Linked DNA regions of Zea mays: region 2 is linked to region 1. A link is a contact called in public Hi-C data. All regions are on one chromosome and are shown on one strand. Each heading gives the region's core, a stretch centred on a gene start, on an enhancer-like site or on the middle of the called end of the contact. The rest is flanking DNA. Distances are from core to core; before and after follow the strand shown. Region 1 holds the start of LOC100383630. Region 2 holds the start of LOC111590575.

The links. Hi-C and Micro-C count contacts between places; a contact is called where the count stands out from the background.
Region 2: a contact with region 1 is called in a Hi-C map of leaf, with 5 times the contacts expected there. The contact joins the promoter of LOC111590575 here to the promoter of LOC100383630 in region 1. A contact is called at or near these places in 6 of 25 Hi-C or Micro-C datasets (leaf, leaf mesophyll and an unstated tissue) and 2 of 3 datasets of contacts at active chromatin or transcription factors (leaf and seedling).

The regions. Positions count from the first base shown.
Region 1 is chr1:305,094,225-305,098,603 of Zm-B73-REFERENCE-NAM-5.0, forward strand. It overlaps LOC100383630, which reads right to left and starts at 1,815. Exons shown (of 12, transcript NM_001366826.1): 1 at 1,367-1,815; 2 at 214-399. The coding sequence starts at 1,804.
Region 2 is chr1:305,241,929-305,246,307 of Zm-B73-REFERENCE-NAM-5.0, forward strand. It overlaps LOC111590575, which reads left to right and starts at 2,247. Exons shown (of 1, transcript XM_023301377.2): 1 at 2,247-4,379. The coding sequence starts at 3,012. The coding sequence ends at 3,473. LOC100284329 reads right to left here. Exons shown (of 2, transcript NM_001157224.2): 2 at 3,456-3,679.

The DNA of each region.
Region 1 (4,379 bases), core at 565-3,064:
GATCCAAATTGAAAGCCACAAAGTAATTTGAGGATCTGAGTATGTTACATCAGTGATGATGCAAGAAAACTAAACATACGGTGTGAAACAGCGATGTTCATCATGCACTGAGCACATTTTCCTTCTGGGGATTTCTCAGCGACTGAAGCAAAGAAAAAAAAGTACTTCCATGTTAAAGGATCCCAAGGACCAACAGAAGATGCTGACACAAACCTCTGCATGACTAATGTAGAATTTAAGACGGTTCATCTCGCTGGCAATTCTTTCTAGGAGAATGCTCTGTGTTTCTCTGACACCTGTCCCAGCCTTCCCATTTGGTGTTCCAGTGTCATTGATAGGAATTTCAGCATTAGATGAATCTGACGGTGCAGTTGGTAGTTCCTTGATCAATTTCTCAACCTGGATAATCATACAAACATTTAGGAGCAGTGAGACGATAAGGCTCAAAGCTCTATCTAGACGTACAATTGATGAGAAAATAAGCTGAGGAGTATATCACATAAATTCATTTTAACAATAACCTTGAGTTAGGCAAATGTATCAATTGACCCTAAGGGTAGGCAGGTAATTAGGTCAGCATATCCATATGGCCTCTAATAACGATGATGAATCGGCAAATGCAGCACCCCTAAGGCAGTGTCCTAGCTAGAGATGGCAATGGGTAAAAACCCGTTGGGTATTACTTGCCCAAACCCATACCCGCGAAGAAAAAATGTGCCCGCTAAAAAACCCATACCCATGACGGGTATAAAATTTTGCCCAAACCCATACCCATGCGGGTTTCGGGTACCCAACGGGTTTCCCATACCCACTAACATCAATATAAAAAATAATTCATCATGTAAATGACAATCAATACATTAATAAACTAGCATAAAAGGAACAAGTGATAACTAATTTTAGCCTAAAATTTGTTACATGAAGTTTATTTCAATTAGAAGATATTCAATTAATAATATTACGAGACATATTTATAAGGAATGTTGATTTTAAGGTGGGTTTTAAAAATCCATGGGTTTGCGGGTATGAGTAGTGGAAGAATAAACTCATGCCCACGTACCCGTTGGGTTTCATTTGAACACATTAACAAACCCATGGATAGTGAAATTGACCCAAACACATACCCTAACAGAGAAAAACCCACCGGGTTTCGGGTAACGGGTACCCAGTGCCATCTCTAGTCCTAGCATGGAGCATTGACTCGAGAAATGTGACGCTAAACGTGCCTCAAATTCCACTAACTTGATCGAAACATGAAACTAGAACAAAAAAGGGATTGCCGAGTAAGCCACATTACTGCTAGCATATGCATAATATATAACTATGAGCATGAGGCGTGCCGCCCGCGAGAGAGGAGTGGGTGTACCTTGGAGACGACGTGGGAGGTGTCGAGCAGGAGCTCGAGCAGCTCGCGCGCGGCGGTGGCGGCGGCCCGCTGCTGGAGCCCCTCCCTGAGCGCGGCGAGCGCGGCGGATGCCCCGGCGCGGAAGGCGGCGACCTTGTCCCTGAGGTCGGCGAGCGGGGCGCGCATCCGGGCCGCGGCGGCGTCGACGCCCTTGAGGTGCGCGCTGAGGCCGACGAAGTCGGCGTAGTCGCGGTTGATGAGGCCGACGAGCTCGGCGCGGAGCGCGGCGAGGTGGGCGCGGAGCTCGGCGGCGAGGCTGTCGAGCGGGACGTAGGAGCGGAGCTCGGCGACGTAGGCGTCCGCGTCGAAGCCCGCGCGGAGGAAGGCGTCGGGCTTGAACCAGGGAGGGTGCGCCTCGATCGGCTCCCCGAAGAGGTCCATGGCCGGCGGAGGGGCCATGACGAGGTCCGCCATAGAGGTCTAGACTTAGGACTGAGATCTGCGCGCGCGCGATGGAGATCTAGAGCAGGGTCAGGCAGGGCCGCAGGGGAGGATGCGAGGGAAGAAAAGGCTCAAGGCGGTGAATTGTCGACTTATTGGTGGGCTTGGCTCATACTTGACTAAATCGGCCCGTACAATTCTCCGGCCCATGAAGATGGTGCTGGACGGCGGCGCTCGAACTGCACTGAACTCATAAAGTCAACGAGGCGGGCAAAATGATTGTGGCTTGTCTCGTTCGATTCGTAGTCAGCTTGACTTATTTAAATTTTTTCACGAGCTTATTTGATATTTTAGCTTGGTTCGTTAACGATCCAGTTCAATTTATTAACAAGCCAACTGACGAGTTAAACGAGCTATCATATTTTAGTAAAATAAAACTATATACATATTATTTACGTAAATAACTAATAAATTGATAAACATATTATATATATATGTGGTATCTATGATCTATGAGTTAAACTAATGATTGACGAATATGTGTTAAATTGTTCTACGTAAATATAGTTGTGGATTAAACTAATGAACATGTGTGTGAATTCTGTATTGATGAGTGATGGTTGTGTTAATTTAGGGTTACATTAATGCGGTTAGTGAAACTATATTTTCTATTGTTAAGTTAGTTAGATTTAACTAGACATTGATTATTATATATATTGTTTTTTTTCTTGCTCGTAAGCTAAACGAGTCATCTTGATCTTGTAAACAAGTCGAGTAAAGCTGATTTTGTGGCTTGTTAGCTTAACGAGTAGAGCCAAGCCAAGTTGGTTCAATATCTAGGCTGAAAAACAACTACGACTAAAGTGAGTGAAGTGAAGCCTGCCCGGACGAGAAGGAATGGAAGAAAACAAGGAGCAATAGGTCTAAGCTGCTAAACGCGGGCATGGGCATTGCGTTCGCATCGGCTTCAGGTCAGATCACTCGCTCACTCGCTGCAGCTCCTAGCCTGCAACGACAACGAGAATCATGCAGCGCCGTCCCACACCGATGGACAGTGCCAAACGAAACGAGAAGCAAATGCAATGAGTCGCCCAGTGCCGCCCACCCCGCAGCTGACTAGCAGCAGCGCCCCATTCCCATTCAGATGGATGCCATCATGCCAAGGCCTAAGGCCATACACGAGTCGTGTCATATCCTACACACCGTCGCCGATCATCGTTGGGCGATTGTGAATTTCTGATTCAGTAAAGTATAGGTCCACGATGTATCACTTATATTCTGAATTCAGTCAAATAAATAGGTCCTCGAACTTTGTCACCCCATACAAAACCATCTAAAGCTGGATTTGTAAAACCGGATGCAGATATGACATGCACGTCGGAGCCACTTAGTGTCTCTAACTTGCCATGTTGTGTCACTTTGGTCCCCGAACTTGAATGTTATGTCACTTGAATCTCCGAACTTCCATTGATTTACTCTGATGTGGCACGACGCATAATTATTATGTTTTTAATGAGTAGTGTATATATTACAAAGGTACATCTTTATCTTGTATACCTTAGCATCATTGATAACTTTCCCACAAAATTCACACTCATGCATGTGTGTAAGCTTGAATCTAAATCATCCAAGCACACATGTAGCTATGTAGGGGAAATTATCACTAGTAAATAAAGTTTTATGGTGCTTATTTATATATCATAATGACAAAGCTTAAAAGTTGGATAAGCCACATAAAATCCAATCCAATTTAGCAATTTACACTAGTGTTAAGTGCTACCTTGGATTATGCTTAGTTTTTATTTGTTTGTAGAATTATCATCAATACGAAGAAGGGAGAGATTGAAAGGTCCTTGATTTATTTTGGTGAATGGGTGATAACTTAGGTGGATTAATGTCTTTATGTTGAGATACACATGATTTAGTCCACATATACATTAGGGTGAGTAACTCTAGGTGGATTAATATGTTTTTATATTGAGATACACATGATTTAGTCCACATATACACTAGGGTGAGTAACTCTAGTCACATTAGAGCAAACCAACGAAAAGTTCGGGGACTCAAGTGACATAGCATTCAAGTGGCACAACATGCCAAGTTGGGGGTCCAAATGGCTCTGACGTGACATGTCATGTCTGTATCTGGTTTTACAAACCCGGGTTTGGATTATTTTGTTTTGGTTGATAAAGTTCGAGAACATGTTTGTCCGGTTTTCTAAGTTCGGGGTAAGTGACATAGTGTGCTAAGTTCATGTATTGCTAGCATATTTTACTCTTTCTGATTCACTATAACACCCCCGGGATCCACAAACACCCCGAAATGCTACTAAACTACACAACTAACATTCATATATAAAATTTCGACAACATCTCCTTTGAAAATTTGCATAAACGTGGAAGCAACAGAGTATAAACAGATATCATGATAAGAAAACATATTAGACATTAATAATCTGCTAGCAATGGGAAGATAACCATAACGACATGAACTGAATTAACTAGTGTGCACGACTAGTTAAAAAAACAAACATCCTTTGACAAGAAATTTCTAATTAAATCATAGTTGTGCGTGAGCAACGTTATTATGAGAG
Region 2 (4,379 bases), core at 997-3,496, 150 kb after region 1:
GTAACTCGATATTGAGGCACCCAAAGGAAATGCCACACCACTAAGTCTCGTAAAGAACCACTAAGAGACATGACATCTATTGAGCCATATGGTGCTATAAGAACTCGGGTCCATAGTGCCATAGATGTCCCAGGCTTGGATAATCGAAGTCCTTGAGGCCCCTTTCCCCCTAGGATATTTATGAGTAGTTCAAGCCCCTAGGACCCCTAAGTTTCCTAGGGTGCTCTTGAGTCTAAGTCCTCATGGCCTCTTGGGACATAAAGCGCTACAAAGAGTACAAGTGCTTAGGGCAATGCCCCCGAGAGCACTCTGTGACACTTAGACACTTAGACACTCGTAGGAATAAGAGCTTAATTAATGAGTCTAAGTGTAATCTTATCTTGAGACAAAAGGATGTGATGGGACCCACCAAGGGCAATGCGACCCCCGAGTTTGAGGCCCCACATCTCAAAGACCTAGTGACAAGTCCATGACATTAGCTTATCAGATAAATCTTAGGTGCAGCACATGAAATGTGTAAGATCTAGCATTATAGGACTAACAAGCGTGTTGTTGCATGACTTAGACTACAGGGTACTCGACATCACTATTTGGTATGTGCATCAATCCTATAGCCAAACATGCACACACAATGTGTACCATGAAGTATTATCAAATACAAAAGGCTACACTGACTATCAACTAGATCATACTAAATGGCATGGGCCCTAGCGCATGTAGATGTGACATGTCATACCAAATAACATGTATGTTAACCGCTTAGAGAAGAACAAATCCGACTCTGTGCAATGATTGAGGGCATGGGCCCTAGTATGACTTCAAGAATAGGAAAATAATAGGGTAGATGGGATTAGCTAGGGGAATCCTAGGTTCATATAACCTCTCTCCTCCATTGCACTATGAAAATGAAGGAGCAGAGTAACATTTAGGGGCATTAAATTCCAGTAGAACAAGTTGAGTAGGACATAAGCATTCCAGCTAGACCTAGGGGGTCTAAAAATACACACTCCCCTAGGGCCAAATTCACTCTTCACAGTGGGTAGATATATAGGTGGATTAGGACCATTAGACTATAACTCCCACAACTACTAAAAGGTGAAGGGAAGCTAGAAGGTCTCAATCCTCGGTAGTGTTTGAACTCATAATCTTATTCACCTTTGTGTTTATCAATCGATGAGTAGCAAGAGATCACACAGTATTACTCCCACTTGATCTACTCAAGGACCTAGTGCTCTCTACGGGCTAGTTCCTTAGCACTCTAGCATAGTGAATCGCTCATAACTGCTCACAACATAACTTGGTCCTCTCACAATCGTCGTTGAGATGTCACCAAGCTCTCAATCACCACGAAGTCGTCTAGGTGATGTCGATCACCAAGAGTAGCAAGCACAAACTCTCATTTGACCTAACCAAGTCTAATGAGAAGAATGGATGCTCTCTAAGCATTGTTGGAGTCCTTAATGTTGAATTAGCAAATTCAAATCACTCTAATAGGCCAAATCTATCTTGGACATAAATAGACGTATGTGTATCTTTAGAATGCTAAGAGGGTCTTCATGCCCGAGATGGAGGGGTATATAAAGCGTTGTCTAAAAACTAGTTGTTGCCCCTCCGCTAGGCAAAAATGTGAGCATTTGATACATCCAAACATCCCTAAATACGAGCCAAAATGCATGGGATCATGTGTCATCTTCCTGTGAAGACGGTGGTCTTGACGATAATGATCCTCCAAGGCCAAGGGTGATATGGAGCAAGGACATAATATCGACGTGGGGCTTGGAGGAAGCCCTTCGTGACTCCAGATGAGGCTAACAACTGTGACACCCTTTAGCCTTATTCATCTTGTTGAAAGCATTGTCTTGGAACCCCTTCCCTCTGTCTCCCAAATGAAAAACCTGGTCTGCCATGGACAAACAGACGATGAGACCATCTCAAGCAGCTCTCCTATCGTATCACATATCTCATCTTCTATTTTAAACTTTATTGTAGTGTCATCTACTGTGTAAATCGCATATTTTACACGGTCTACTGTGGACAACCAGACATCACCTTCTATAGGAGGCGTGTTTGGTTCCTCCACTGACTTTGCCTCGCTCTGATGAGTTAGTAAGCCAAACGCCCAAACCTTACCAGCTAAGACAAGGCTAGGTCGGAGGCAAGAAGCCAAGAACCGAACGTGTCCAATCGTCTTTGTTCATCGGGATATCAAAGATGTTTATTGGTCATGGCTTTGTAGCATGCAACAGAAGAGCCCTAAGATACGCGTATAACGCGTGTCGGTAAGACACGGCTGCCAGCGAGCGAGCACGAGATGAGCTCGGAAGATACAAGTGGCACCGGTGGTGGATTTTTCTCAAATTTTTTTCCTAGCGCATTGCCTCTGCACCGGACTGACTCTAAAGCGTTATCCGGTCCATTCAATGTCCCTACCTGACTGACTATCTGATGCTTATCTCCGGACATGCAACTATGTTCTTCACATGCACATAGATTCGATATGCCCGCCCATGCCATGAACAATACTAAATTTGCCAGCCCAGCATGCTATGCTGGTGAATAATGCACGAGTCGACCAATTTGAAGGACGAACTGGGAGAGAGAGAGAGAAAATAAGATCCAGATCCCTGGATTCCCTCACGAAAGGAGACGGCAGCCAATACAGATCTCTCCTCCCACCAATGATCTGCTTTGTCAAAGGCCAATATTCCTTCCTGCTGTGTCAAACACGCTGCCTGCTGCTGCTGCTGCTGGGCAAAAAGTCAAAACCCCAGCAGCAGCCACGGCCCTGACTGACTGATGGCTCCTTATAAATACACGCCCAGGCATGCAATGCAGAGCATCAGTGCACACAAGCAGAGCACCAAGCGGCAGGCAGGAGAGAGAGGCCTCGCATGGAGGTAGGAGGCCCATCTCTGATAGCCAAGCATGATTTGCCCGTAGTCTGACTCTGAGTGTGCTCCTGCTACGGGCAAATCATCTTGGCCATCTGAGTACCTCCCTACGCTGTCCCCATGTCAGGAGGCCCTGCTCTTCTTCGGTCGGTTTTAAGGCCTGTTTGGAGAGGAGCCTACGGCGCCGCAGCCCGCCACACCTGCGGCGGCCGATTTGGGCGCCACACCCGCGGCAGCCGGAGTGTGGCGCGGTGTGGCGCCCGAGCCAGCCCACCAAACAGGCCCTTAGATAGCCAAAACGCAGTACACACAGCGCTGCTTACCTTGACGACGACCACTTGTGTTGGAGCAGCAGTCATCTACAGCCAAAACTCTTCACTTCCTTCGCCATTGCCGTGTTACCAGCCCAGCCAGCGACGTGGGCGTGCCGCGACAGGGTTTTTTCCCCCTGGGAAACGTTGTGTTCTGGCAGATGCCACAAAAGGTACCTTGGGCTCGGCAAATCCCTTCAACCCTGAGCCTCTTTCATTCATCCACGCAAGTGACAAGGCCAAGAACCACTCCAGCTCAATGATCCTCTAGCATGCTTATACTTATGGCAAAAAATGTACCGGACTATCGTGTTCGACAACCATCACATTTTTTTTGGAGATGACATTTCAAAAAGACCAAAAACTATGATCTCTCATGATCCATCTGCTACTCTTTGGGTATCAATGCCTCATCAGCTTATCGTTTCCTTGCACCTTCCGTGCAGCTCTCTGCCCACAGCACGCCTTAACCAGTTGCTAATAAGAGAGAAGACAGAAAAATATCTCAGACATCAGAAGGATTGGACTTGAAGTAACTTGGCATAGAAACATCAGTTGCCTACTAATCTATATAAGTAGCTAAAAACATCTTGCCGACTTAGATTCTGTTCTTTAGTTCAGATATGCCACATGCCCACAGGACAACACACACTACAAACAGTGTCACGGTGCCCAAACAAACTGCTAAATCATGCCCATTTCCTGGTGGAAATCCTGGTATCGCGCTATTGCTGTGTTTACCAACAAAATTAGCATGGCTTTATAGTATATCTAGCAGCGACACGGTTTTAGTGCAGCGGCTGGTAGCCAATTTTGTCTATCTATCACATGAACACTTGTGTTAGGAAAAAGAAAGTAGAGCATTGTATGTCATTATTGGCTTATTGCATTATACAACAATGAATGACTAGGTGATCATAATTTTTTTGGCAACATAAATAAATGGTAAATTTATTAAGTCTCGCATAAAAATATATTTGATTTCATGATGGGTTTAAAATGGACATAAACACTCGTGTTGAAATAAGGACTCGGTTGAGGCATAGGAGAGCTCTATTCTACAATAGGAAATGTGCATTTAATACATAAAAGGAATATTAATGTGTAGCCAATTAACCAGAGGAATTTAAAGAACATAAGCAGAAATGGAAACAGCAATACTAGGTTATAGACTATT